Linked DNA regions of Anas platyrhynchos: region 2 is linked to region 1. A link is a contact called in public Hi-C data. All regions are on one chromosome and are shown on one strand. Each heading gives the region's core, a stretch centred on a gene start, on an enhancer-like site or on the middle of the called end of the contact. The rest is flanking DNA. Distances are from core to core; before and after follow the strand shown. Region 1 overlaps KALRN (kalirin RhoGEF kinase). Region 2 overlaps KALRN (kalirin RhoGEF kinase).

Region 1 (6,570 bases), core at 2,021-4,520:
GTGGACTGTAAATATAAATCATGAGGCTCACAGAAAGTACCTACCATCCTTAAAATGAAAGACAAAAGATGCACCTGAAACATCCACATCTGAACAGAACACCTGTGAAAGCCACTGGAAACAAAATCAAACATCACAACTGAACATGTGCTCTGGCTCTCTTTCCCCCCTCCCACCCCTGTTTTAACACTATTCCATTCTAAATAGTTATTGAGTTAACATAAAATATTACAAAAGGGAAAAGTTGGTGGAAATATAAGAGAAAAAAAATAAAAGAAAAAAAAAGAACATTCCCTACGTTTCATAATGGAATATCTTTGCAGATTTCTCTTGTTGATCAGTGAAAGCACAGAGACGTCAAGGACTAGTCTCCCAGCCTTCCGTCTGACTCCTGGCTGTGTTCCTTTGAAGGATACACACTTGGTTTTTTCATGACTTTACTACAGCTCAGAGCCCAAGTACAGTCCTGCCTGTCTGTGTTTTCCAGTAAGCTGACGGAGTTTGCAATTACCCCCTGTAAAAAGTCAAACAGGTTTCTGAGATTCACCTTTTTGCAAATAATTTACTGATGACTGAATACGAGGAACTGGTCTGCAGTCTTGTTACTGTAATCGAGAATTTGTGTTATTATTTTTTTCCTGACTGGCATTCCTTCAGAAGGAAAAAGAAAGGCTTGTGACACTAGGAATGAAGCTCTGTTTGAATTGTCTCACGGGGCTAATTACAGAAAACTGTGACTTTTATTCCTGTCTCTTTTATTCTGTAATTGAGCTCTAAGGTATTAAACTATAAATTTCACATTAAGGGAGAAATCTGCATGGACGGAAAGCGACCTAATGACCTAGTCAATATTCATTAAGCACACTGGGACAAGCATGTTCCTGGTGTCAGCCTGTTAGTTTCATCTGAGTGATTCCAAATTTGAATTTGGCCTATCAAACCTTTAGAAGAAATCTTGATCTTACAAATCTTGTTTTATGACTGCTCACTCAACGTTTTTGTTGTGATATCATAGTCACAGTGTAATTCAAAGGCTAGTTCTTGTAGTAATTTTAAACAATGTCAATCATCACAACAGAAAGCGTTAAAACAATAGGGTTTATAGCATTTGGTTTAGGCTGATGATATGCAAAGGGATCCCATTCAGGGCCCCAAACCAGATTCAGCCTGCAGGATGCTTGTTTCTGGTCCAAATCCCTGGAGGAGATGAGAAGTACATTGTTTTAAGATGCTATGCAAACATCTTGCTGCGCAGGCAGATGGCCACTTAACAGCAGGGCTTTGGTGGCAGCGGTGGGTCCTCGTAACAGAGCAAACTGAGCAATAGTTGGGTGTCTTCCAGCTGCAGAGGGAACGTAGGCCTCGCAAGGTGTGTGTTGGCAGGGTGAGCATCCTGTCTGCCTTTCCCAGCCTGCTCATGCTGGCTTGGGTGCATCAGCTGGGACACCGTCAGACTTCAGGCAGGAGGGCCAGGGGTTTCAGTGCTGCTCAGGTGAAAGCTTCTCCATTTAGAGAGTCCCACCTGCCTGATCTTACGGCCTGTGGGATCCTGTGACTGCAAGCTGAGCTGCAGAGGAAGAAAGCAGAGGAAAGATGAATAAAATCTGGTGAAAAAAAGAATAGTAACAATGAAAAAGAGGCTACCCTGAAACCTGCATTTTTGTGACCACTCCTCGTGGGAAACATTATATGGATCATTATATGGATTAGTGTGCAAAACCAGTGAGGCTATAATGTGGCTCTTGTTGGGGTTGGAAGTCTCTTCCCTCCAGCCCCTGATCTCAGAAGAGCAATCTATGTAGGGAAAAGCATGATCGTTTCTTCCCACGTCTCTGTTTTTAAGAACATCTTGGATTTTAGTAGGGGAAAAGAGTCTAGGTTGCTTTTGTTGTGTCCCTGTTCCTGTTGAGTATTAAATTGTGATCTACATTGGCTTGCGCACTTTCTCTGTTGTTTTAAACAATCTCTGTTGCAAAACATATTCGATGGTAATGATTCCTGATTTCTCGGGGGAGCTGTGTGAGGACGATTCAGAAGTTTTAGTGCACTGCATTAAACCTTCAGTTGTCTTTGTAGAGGCAGAGAAATTGTTTTTGTTTTTGAAAGTCTTAATTAAGAGCAGTCAATTAAAATGTTTGTATGGCTCTGAACTAAAAGAAACATTTTATTAGGTAACAGTTGATTTATCTGGCACATAAACAGGTCATGGGGTTTTTATTAAATGAACAGTGTTCAGGCTCCCATTGTCAATATAAACATGCAGTATTAAAACAAGCAAACAAACAAAAACCCCTTTTCTCTGTTCCTAATACCGGTCCAACAGGGGTGTTCAAAGTCAGAATTTCATTGTACAGCATTTCAAAAGAGGTCACACAAACCCCTCCTACTAATGCTTAGTGCCTCGTGGCATCCTTGTTACAAGTTCAGGACATGACATATGTTGAAAAATCCCATCAGGAAAGCTTTTACTGCATTTTCACTCTGTTTCAATTATGATAGAGCAGCTGGAAACAAGTCGGCTAACAAGCATTTTGTAACATGGCAGTTCTCTGTAGGCTGACACCAAGGGCTTCCGGGCCCAGCTTGGGACCAGTGTTCCACCTCAATATACCAGGGGAAAAAATGAATAATGCTAAGGAATGGGAATAGAAAGACTAGAGAACTCAAAACTGCTTTGCTATTTCAGTCAGGTCATCCTTTCCTTTGGTTTTTCACTGCTGTGTCTTCTTCCTCTTGCTCTTGAAATGGTTGGTGGTTTTTGGCTTCACTTTCATGGACCTTCACAGCTTCTCCCCACATCACTTCTTTCTCCCTTAGAAGGCAACACCTGCTTGGGTGCTGGAATGATTGATGATGCCTCACTCCCTTATCAGCTGTTACCTTTTGGTCTTGGATCCTGTACTTTCTCCTACCTCATAGTAACCTGTGGGAGAACTCAGATAATCATAAAGTGTCCACTCTTGGTGTTGTCAATGCTTACACCTTCTCCTGGACTGCATCATCACCAAAATAATCAAAAATGAACAAATATTTAGCAACAAGTGGCAATATGGGTGATGAGATGTGATTTTTGTTCTTTTTAAGAGGTGGACCAAGATGAGCTAAAGCTGAATAGGAATATTCCTATCACTACAGCTGAAGCTCTGCCACTAATGGCAGATACATTAGTACATCCAGAAGACATAACTATACTGATAAATCCTTGTGCAGCCAAGCCCTAGAGGCTGTGTCGGTCCAAGCACCCCCAGAGCAAGTAGATAAGATAGGCACAGCCTGACCAAGCCTTGCAAGTACTTGGCCTCCACGGTGAGTCTCAGCAGATACAAGGCATGGGGCCGATTGTGTGCAGGCTGTTGGAGTCCTGTTCTGATAGCTCATGAACGCCACTACTTCTCTGACATGGTGTTTCTATTTCTTTCTTCCTTTTTTTTTTTTCAGTATGTCATCACTAGATATTTAAAGCTAGATTCAGCCACGTGGGTTTGTTTAAGACGTATCAGGTACCACTGAAGTCAATTATACTTATTGCTTCAGCTGTTCTGTTATCTAATCAAAGCCCAAGGCCTCCAGTGCTCTACCTGGAACTTTATTTTTGTGGAGAAGTACAATTTAGATGAATGCTTTGATAAAACAGGAAAGGCTATTTTGGGGGAAGTTGCTTTGCTTTTGTTCAGTGGATTTTTATTATTTTAAACACAGGAGTCTTTGTTTAAAAGAGAGAAGGCCTGCAAATTTTCTTGTTTACTTTGCCTTTGCTTCCCCTTCTGACAGGGGGTAAAACTTCATCCACCTAATCCCCTGTCAGCTTAACCCCAAGTTTCACTGTACAGTGGCCATGCTGATTTTTATTTTTTTTTTCACTGGGAAAGAAGAAAAAGGGGGAAGGGGGACTGGGATTTAAAATGCTGCAGTCAGCTGTGCTCATCAAGGATGCCAGAGGATTCAGCACCTGGTCTGGGTGGAAATTCAGCCGTGGTACACACCGAGCTGTAATCCACACCTGCTGTGATCACAAATAATCCGATCAGAAGGATTAGACGCTTGGACATAGCATGTGTTGGGCCTGATTCTCTGTATTAATGTGGGACCCTTTGACAGGTCACCCTCATGGTTCATGTACCAGGAGCAGCTTGGAGGGTACAACATAAAACTGGACAAAATCCAGTAGCTGATATTGCACAAAGGTCAGGCACCTGAGCTGAAGGTTTATTCTGGCATTACAGTCTCTGACAGCTTTATTATTGTGCAACTCATGCTCGGTTTTCTAATGCGTCGTTTACTGCGCCTTTGGGATTTTTGCTTAATTTGGCTGGGAGGCTGTCAGGGAACAGGCTTTCCTGGTAGCAGGTATAATATCGATTGCTCATACCTCTTCATTAACATACTGGCACCAGCATCTTAGGCTGTGGCTGAATATGGAATATAGAATTTCTGCCGATTGAGATAATAAATCTTTCTGCTTTTAGCATCGCATTAGTCAGCCAACTAAAACCCAACAAAAACTGGCAGAGAAACGCTACTAGTGGTCAAATGGGAAAGCATCAGCAAAAATGTAGTGCGGGATGTTTCCAAACTGCGTGGACCTGTAGGAGGACAGAAGCATTCGCACTTTGGAGGGTTAAGTGCTGGTCTTTGCAGAAGGAAACGAGGACCATGGTGTATCGCTGCCACGCAGCGCCTGTCAGCACTGCGCCCAGTGGTGCACATGAGTTGGCTGTTTCCAAAACGAAAAATCTTCTCTCAAGATAAAGAGTCATTTGTTTCCTGTAGATATGCTTGTGGGCTTGTTGGAGAGGCAGGTTTTAGAAAAGGGTACAGTTACTTATTGCAGCACTTCTGTTGCATGCAGAGTGTGGCTTGGCAGGTCCAGGCTTGGGTGGTGGAGCCCAGCGTGCAGTGGTCTGGGCAGGCTGGGTCTCCCCATCGAGAGCTGGAGCTCGGGAGAGGGAAAGCAGCTCTTGTGAGTCCCCCTCAAGCTCAGCACATGTTTTTCTCCTGCAGCCTGTGTGGAAGACCAGGGTCAGAAATTCTCCATGCTCTCCTGCCAAATTTCCCAGAGGGCCACCCCTTGCTTTCCAGGGGCAAGTTAAACCAACTCACATATTTAGGGCTCTATGCAATGGGATATGATTGTGCTCCTCACTGCAGGTGTTGAGAAGCCCCAGAGCACCCGTGTCTCTATCCATTTTCTGCAGAGAAGCAGGAACCTCCTTCCTTGGCTGCATGCTCACAGATGAAGGGGAGAACCTAGCTGCTTTGGTGGGTTTTGGGGGGTGGCCACAGCCTTCTCCTGGCCTTGTGAGCCATCTGTGACAGACTGGGAGTAGTTCAGCTGTGTACACCTAGACAAGGAAGACTGCTCTGGTTCTGTTTTCCCACCTTGTCTTCAAAGGCATGCTGCAAAAGAAATATTTAATTTGTATTACTAACGTATTGATTTCCTAATTGTTGGGACATCACAAAGGACAAGGTCAGTAAGATAGAACTACTAAGTAAACACTATACTTCTATTTCATTAAGTGAGACTGCTTTCTGGAGAAATCTGGGCTGTGCAGCGTCTCATATTGCCTGGGGAAGACCAGAGGCATCTCCCATCAAAAGGAGTCTGAGCCAGGAATGGCCTGTCCTGCCCAGTCCCCAGTTCTCCTGGTGCTCATCCCAGCATGTGTCCTTTCATAAAACAGCTGAGCTCTGAACTTCCTTTCCTGTAACAGGGTCAGAGCAGACAGAGGGGCCTTTGAAGGGACTCCGTGAAAAGCAGTGATCGAGTCTGAGCAGCAGTTGCTCTACTGAGGAAGGAGCCAGGCTCCTGCTGTGGTGCTGGGGAAACCAGGTATTTTCCAGGACTCCCCATGCAGTTATCCAGGAGAGGAGGCACCTATTGAGAATGGTCTGAATTTGGGGCCAGTTTCTTTTTAATAACTGCCTAGGGACTTTCTTCTTCTCCTTTGAGCTGAGTGTATTGTAGACACCAGAGCAAGCAGGCAGAGCAGAGTTTGCAGCATGAGTTTTTGTGCTGGCTCTGACCTGAAGCCAACAGCCATAATATCTCCACGCCTCTGCCCCACTAGTGAAAAACAAGCAGCCTGGAGGTATAAAAATAGCTCTTTGAGTAAAATCTATTTCCTCTCTATTTAGTCGTGTGTCTTGAGATACGTGTAGCGTGGTGGGAAGGGGGGAGTTGCTGTGCAGCGCTTGGCCCGTTGAGCTAACAGGAAGGTCACCGGCCGCCTTCGCTGAAAGAGCGGCGGGAGCATGTGGACGGCTTGTGTCTTGTGTTTCCTCTGAGGCCAGACTAAATTTAGCAGATTCGCAGATGGACATTGGACCGTAATCCATCTGGGACTGTGGGGAGAAGAGTGGGATCTGGGTTGTTTGCCTAGGCTTTTTGCTGCGTAACCAGCCCCAGCGAGCCACCATTCATTATTATGTCCCTCTTCTGCCTTGCTGAATGCGCTGCAACTTCCTCCCTGGTTGCTTGCCCTGAACTGTTTAAGCATGAAGGAAAAATAAAGACTGCTGGTTCTGTGTTTGTACTAACTCAAAGTCAGACTGTGGATATACTTTCTA
Region 2 (6,570 bases), core at 2,283-4,782, 40 kb after region 1:
GTAGGTATCATCTGAGCTTTGGTTTTCAAACTGAGATTTCTTAGGACAAAGACCAAAGGGTGTCCACGCAGAGCAAAAACCTTCAGCTAGAGCTGAGCATTTCACAGAGAGCCCAGCCTTCACACTGCTGTGGGGATGTTCAGGCAGCACAGTGATGAGGTCTTCAAATTTTCAGTTGAGTCTGAAAATATTTTAACTAATGCCAGTAGGGAAAAGTGAGCATCTCTAGAGAGTGTTTCTGTCCCTCCTATGCCAAGTACCTAGGATAGATGGTATACATAAGGGAATTTTCTCTCCACTGATTGCAGAGAGGGGAGAGAAAAGATGCAAATTTTAGATGGCTGAAGTTGAATGAATGTGTGATATCATCTGAGTTCATTTGGCGTTGTGATTGATCTTTGGGGAAGGAAGGAGGAAGGATTTCTTTGCCCCTGCCTCCCTCCCCTATTGCCTGTAACTCCACGTGTACCTTCACTTATTGCATCTATTAAATATGCATGTATGGGGGAGAAGGTAATTTCTTACATCTGCAGCAAGAAGATCAATTTTCTGGAGCCTGTAAAACCATAGATGTCCTTGGAAGGAGGAACCAGGAGACATTAAGAATATTTTAGCACGGTTGCAAATGAACTTGGTTTCTGATGCCGCTCCCTGTTTCCCAGCCTTGGAACTGCTGCAGAGGAATGTGCAGCCAGACTTTGATGGCAATTCTGTGCTTGTCTGATAAAGCAACACTCACTCACTTTACTGTGCACGTGTTCCTCTAATCCTCCTGCTCCCCTTCTGCGTTTATTCTTCTCCTGTCTCAGAAGCTGCTTCACTGACCACTGGTTTCCTGTTCCCTTCTCATCCTCCTAACTTGCTTTTCCTTTGCAACCTGGTGTCTTGCAGTCCTCTTCTTTGCTAGCTGCTCGACAGAGCTCCTCCGATGTCCCGACTGCTGCGGATCTTGTCAGTGCAATAGAAAAGTTGGTCAAAAGTAAGCTGGTAAGTTTAGTGCTGTGAAAACTGTGTATACAACAGGCCTGATACAGCTCTAAGGAAGGGATTTAAAGTCTACTTCTGTTTCTGGTTTCCTTGCTTTCCACCTTCATCTGCTATGCTTCTATTAACCCTGTGTGCTCTGCTTCTCAGTAGAGTATCAAATATTTTTGCTCCACATGTGAGACAAAGCCCATACATGTAGGCTCTGCACTGCAAAGTCAAAAGGCACTTTTGGAGAGAGCTTTGCAGGGTATGAGCTACTGTACTGTCCTCTTCCTGGGGACTGTTCTTTCCCTGCAGTGATTTAAAAAACAAACAAAATTGTTCTGTGGCAGAGGAATTTTGATACCCAACACATGAATTTGTTTGGTATTCTGGCTTCTGTGAAAAACAAATGTGAAGAGTAAAACTGCTTGAAGTACCGCAGCTGTGCTTTAATTTTAAAAAGATTCATATGTTGATATTAATCTGTCTTGTCAACTCTACCTGACAGGGACTGGAATAAGCAATACAAATGCTCTGGGTTTAATTTCTTCGAAAATTTCAATATCGTGCACTCATGCACTGTCATACATGACGTGTGTGATCCCATTGTCCATGTCCTGGACAAGGAGTAAATAGTGTTTCATATATTGGCTTCTTTTAAGTTTTGCCCCCAAAAGTACAAAATGTTAATGTAAAAGATAAACCTTTTTTTCTACATGTCCCAGAACCTCTAAAATTAGGAAAACACTTGCTTTGAGCAAATTTTACTGATTAATAAACCAGGATTGAAGCAGTTACAATGAGCTTACAAAGGTTTATTTCCTTATGTGTGTGAAAACAACGCACATACAAAATCATTGAATTATTGTAACTGTGAAAGCAGCTCTGTCTAGTGAATAATATCAGAAAGTTTTGGCATATTCTCAGTTTGAGATGTTGTTATGAAGAGGTCTGTTAATAGGGTGCTCAGTTGGAGCAAGTGGAGAAGGATCTCTCTGGGACATGGGAAACTGCAAAGGACATTCCCAGAAAATTTACTCAAAATAGTTTTATTCCATTGAGGGACTAAAAAATTTCGAGTATTTCATTAACCCAGTTACATGTATTTTCAGAGGATATTTTATTTTCTCTCCCCAGCGTGTACACTGTTAGATCAACTGCGATTACTTTCCAGGGATTTGGGGGAAACTTTAATTATTGTGGAATGTTGCTCTGTATCCATCCATTTGTTTCAGCTTATGTTCTACTTTGCTACTAGGAATTCTTGCTCAGTCTTTGGCAGAGAAACACTGTCCATGTATAGCCTAACCTTGGGTCTGATTGTGACACTAGGATGCTTTCAGGTTGTTTTGAAAGAATTTGGAAGAGTTTCCTCATCCTGGGGCTACTGGAATGTTTTTTTCACCTTCTGGCAAAAGGACATTTTCTCTATTTTTAATCCTTTTTGGAGGAGGGGGCTTGAATCAATTTAAAACTAGTTTGGTTTTGTCTCACTAAGGTCTGGGGGAAAGCTAAATATTCCTCTTGGTTTTAGACTGCACTGATGATTGCAGAATTGACTTGAAGCAGGAGGTAACACTAATGCTGGAGTTCAAGGGTAATGTTTTTTCTGTTGTTCTTTGGGGTTTTCGTAGACCCTTGAAGGAGGATCTTACCGAGGAACCTTAAAAGATGCCACTGGCTGCTTAAATGAAGGAATGACGCCTTCAACTCCCCCAAGAAACCTTGAAGAGGAACAAAAAGCCAAAGCAATGAGAGGCAGGATGTAAGTTGTCTCGCTTGTTCGTATTTCTGAAATAGGCATCCAGGGAGGGCACGTAGCTGCTCTGAAAGAATACTTTGTAGTCATTGATCGAGCACAGAACTGGGAGTAAAACTGTGTCCTGCTGCATCTGTTTCTTCTTAACCTGCAAAAATACTTCTTAGAAGCGCTTTCACACCCAGGAAGTTCATCTTCACTCTTAAAAATGTGCAGCTTTTACCCCAGATAGCATGTATCTATTACTGTAGAGGCCTCTGGGCAGTTACACACAGAGTTACTGAGGTGTTTGCTTTGGAAATTACTGTGCCAGAGGTGAAATCAGCTTGCAAAGGCGAATATATTGTTGACCTTGTTAGCTACTTCCAAGGAAAAGAGATTTATTTTTTTTTAATGAGATGATGATTTTGCACCCTAGCAAAGGAAGGGGCAGAATTCAGAAGTATTTATGGTGGGCAAATGCCACAGAAGAGAAAGTTTAATTTGGGAAACCTTCATATCCATGGTAATGGGAGAGGAAGCAGGAGGTTGTTGCAGGTCCATGAAAGCCATCGTTGTCTCCTGCAGCTTGTTGTAGGAAGCTGGAGAAGCACTATAGCGAGGGACGGGATGGGCTGCCAGCAGCGGGCAGGGGCACAGCACTCCTGGGCGTGCTTCTGACTGGAAGAAGTTTTCTGCTAAACAGCTGTCAGCCTTTCTGCAGGAAACCTCTCTGCCCCTGTCTGTCTCCTTAAAGCTCCTTGATATTTCAATTTGGGGGGGTTTCTGGTAGCAGTTCATTCATTAGATAACTTCAGGTTAGTGCTGGTGTAAGCCCCCGTACAGTAAGGCTTTCTAACTTGTGACGCTTCTGGCAGGCAGACTGGCAGCGTGTTACACGTAATTAGCTGCTGCCTCCGTCCAGATTTCTGAAACGCCAGGATGTTTAGGAGCACCTGCTAGTGGCTTTCAGCACAAGACATCTGTCTCCTCTCCAGCTCCCTGGTGTCTGTGCTCTGTGTCTGTGCCTCTGGCTGTGCGTAATTCCATAGCCATATTAGGCAGCTGGGCTCCAAACTCGAGCTGTGACCCCCCATTTCCCATAAAACAGCAACTGAATCCTTGCTCAGGCATGGGTGGTTATTTCCTTTGTCTCAGGCAACATGTGCCTGTCAGCAGTTAGCCTTGGCACTGGGAAACCCCTGTTCCATCAGACCCTGTGAGCAGCCAGGCAGCAGTCTTACTGAGCAGTGTCAGTATAGCCTTAGTGTGGAGTTACTGAGATACCCAGATATTCAGACTGACTCAGAGGTGAGGCTCTACCCCTGGTACATTTAATGCCATTTTAACTACAGCTGTGTAGACAATACCTGCTGGTGGCTGGGGCAGTCACTTTCTAAGCAACGGTCTGTCCTTGCTCTGTGTTATCTGATGAGGAGATGAATGAACATGAATTTTTGCAACATGCTTCTTAGGAATCTCAAATTGTGACTACCTTTAGGGTCCTGTGTCAGATAGGCTTCAGGGAACTAGCAGAGGACGAAGGATGATTTTTTTGCTTTTCAGGGAGAGGGGAGCTGGGGAACCCTAGTGCCAAGTTTAACTTAAGTAATGGTGATGGAGACCCTGATTCCTAACACAGGTACAGATTGGCAGGTTTAATCTGCTGCCTCATTTTCAGAGCAGCCTTTGTCCAGCTGTACCCTCACAGCAGGTGAAACCAGGAGCTGGGGGCGGGTGGTGGCAGAGATTCCCCAGCCTCTGGGCAGCCCTCTGCTCCACCAGGAGCAGTGCAGCCAGAAGGGATGTGAGCCCATTTGGACGAGATGCAGCCAGCCTGTCCCAAGGGCACCAGGTCAGCCAGCGAGAGGGCACCGCACGGGATGCACGTGGCCGCTGTGTGAGGGAGCAGCCTTCTGCCCCGCTCGTGTTTACTACCCAGGCACGCAGCTTGGCAGGGCACTGCCGAGAGCACAAGCATCCAGCACCACCACTGCCAGCCCAGGCCTCTGCCAAGGGGGCTGGATTTTACTCTCAAATGAATGTGAAGCTGTCTGACCTCTCCCTGCCTCGTGTCCAAGCATCTCCTCCCTGCGTCCAAGCAGCTCCTCCACTCCATCTGAGCAAGGGACACCTCGGGAGCACAGCCATTGTATTGGAGCCAAAAGCCAGCTTGTGTTTTTTTTTTTTTTCCCTAGATATTCTCAAGCAGGCTTTTATCTTAGCACTGTTTGCCCTCAGACCTATCACTTCAAGTGGGTCAGGCTGCTGATTGACATGAACGGAGCGATATTAGACATGAAAGCGCTCCTCTATCTTGTTAGCCTTGTTACCGCCGGAGCGAGCTGGAGCACAGATGGAGTTTATTTGTCATGTGCCAAATCCGTGTATTGGCGTAATTGAGAGGAAAACTGTCTGCAGCAAGCTGTAACTTCTTGAAATTGTCCTCGAAAGAACATTATGTGATTAGTCAGTTTGACATACAAAGGAGGGTTGTTTTGTGCTTTTTTTTTTAGCTTGGTGTTGTTTGCATGCATCAAGCCTTCATTAGCTGACTCTCCTCCCTGGGATTATTAGTTCTGAGATAAGTGGGAATCACTGGCCACCCCCACAAGGATTACCTAGGCTGAGAGATTAAGCTCTGCATTAAGGCAAGAAGGGGAATTTGTTTTCCAGTGTTTAAAACTTCCAAATTACATCTTAACTGGGACAAGAAACCCTCTCCTACATGCTGCAAAATGGGTTGGGAAATGTCCCCATTGCTATCAGGAGGGCTGCATGGGGGGGACAGATGAGTGCAGGGCAGGGAGAGGTAGTTGAAAGCAGAGGCACCTCGTTGTGCTGCTGCTCTAGCACTGCCCTGGGACCTGGTGCAGAAGAGGGGAAGGAGAGATGAGTTAAGAGCACTGAAACTATGCTGGCCTGAAATGTAAAGTTTTTGTCGTTTTCGTCCCACTGAGCTATGAGCAAAGAGTGAGTCAGGTTGTGTTTCCTGGGATGGTGGTGTTTTTTTTTCAGGAGGTAATATGTGGTAAGAGGACCAAACAGTAACATCAAGGAACGTGGTCAAATGCGTGTGTTCTGTTTTAATTTAGGTTTGTCTTAAATGAGCTGGTGCAGACCGAAAAAGACTACGTCAAAGACTTGGGAACTGTTGTGGAGGTGAGCTGAAGCAAGCCCTGCTATGCAAAATGTTTTCTCACTAACAAACACCATTCTGCAAAGTGGCAACAACAAAAAATACAGCATGAGAAACAAACTGGTTTATTTCGCACACTGCTTCCATGGTCCCCTCCTCATGTTGACAGAAACAAGAAGAAATGCCTTCGGAAACTATTTCTGTTTCCATCTAACAAATGTTGTATTTTAGGTTTCAACTCCAGCATGCAAAGGTTTTTCTTGGCTACCCTGCTTCTAACAAACTCTGCTGTAATGCAGCCTTGAGGGCAGTGGGAGAGAATAATTTACGCCCCTTCCATTTATTTCATTCCATTCTTGCCGTCATGCAGTGATACCACTTCAAATCAATACTGAACAGCGGTAGCACATACTTCCCTTGAGTTTGCACCGGGGCTACAGTGCTGTGTTTGAGTAGCTTTCCAAAGCCTGGCTTTGGGTCTGTGCTGAGGTGTGTGTGTGGCCGATGGACCCATGTTTTGAAAAAAAAACCACCACCCACACACCTTGAGATAACATAGAGGGAGGATTTATTTTTGTTTTGTTTTCCTATTTTTTTCAAAAGCAGTCATTGTTTTGTAAGTTTCAACTTGTAAAGACCTGGCTGATCCCTAGGGATCACCTGTCAGAGACAACTCACATGCACGGTCTGGTTCGATTCCCAGCAAGGACTGAGAACTGGAGGC

What was found. Hi-C and Micro-C count contacts between places; a contact is called where the count stands out from the background.
Region 2: a Hi-C map of skeletal muscle shows a contact between it and region 1, with 2.0 times the contacts expected there. The contact joins two enhancer-like sites. A contact is called at or near these places in 2 of 8 Hi-C or Micro-C datasets (liver and skeletal muscle).

What each region holds. Positions count from the first base shown.
Region 1 is chr7:16,343,156-16,349,725 of IASCAAS_PekinDuck_T2T, forward strand. All of the region lies in intron 38 of KALRN (kalirin RhoGEF kinase), which reads left to right. Among named protein-coding and RNA genes, the nearest start is that of UMPS, 87 kb to the right of the region's middle. Within about 2 kb of position 3,271, at least 4 of the 8 cell types and tissues checked have an H3K27ac peak or open chromatin away from gene starts, as enhancers often do.
Region 2 is chr7:16,383,274-16,389,843 of IASCAAS_PekinDuck_T2T, forward strand. It overlaps KALRN (kalirin RhoGEF kinase), which reads left to right. Exons shown (of 64, transcript XM_072040795.1): 41 at 892-987; 42 at 2,604-2,734; 43 at 5,803-5,869. Among named protein-coding and RNA genes, the nearest start is that of UMPS, 47 kb to the right of the region's middle. Within about 2 kb of position 3,533, at least 3 of the 8 cell types and tissues checked have an H3K27ac peak or open chromatin away from gene starts, as enhancers often do.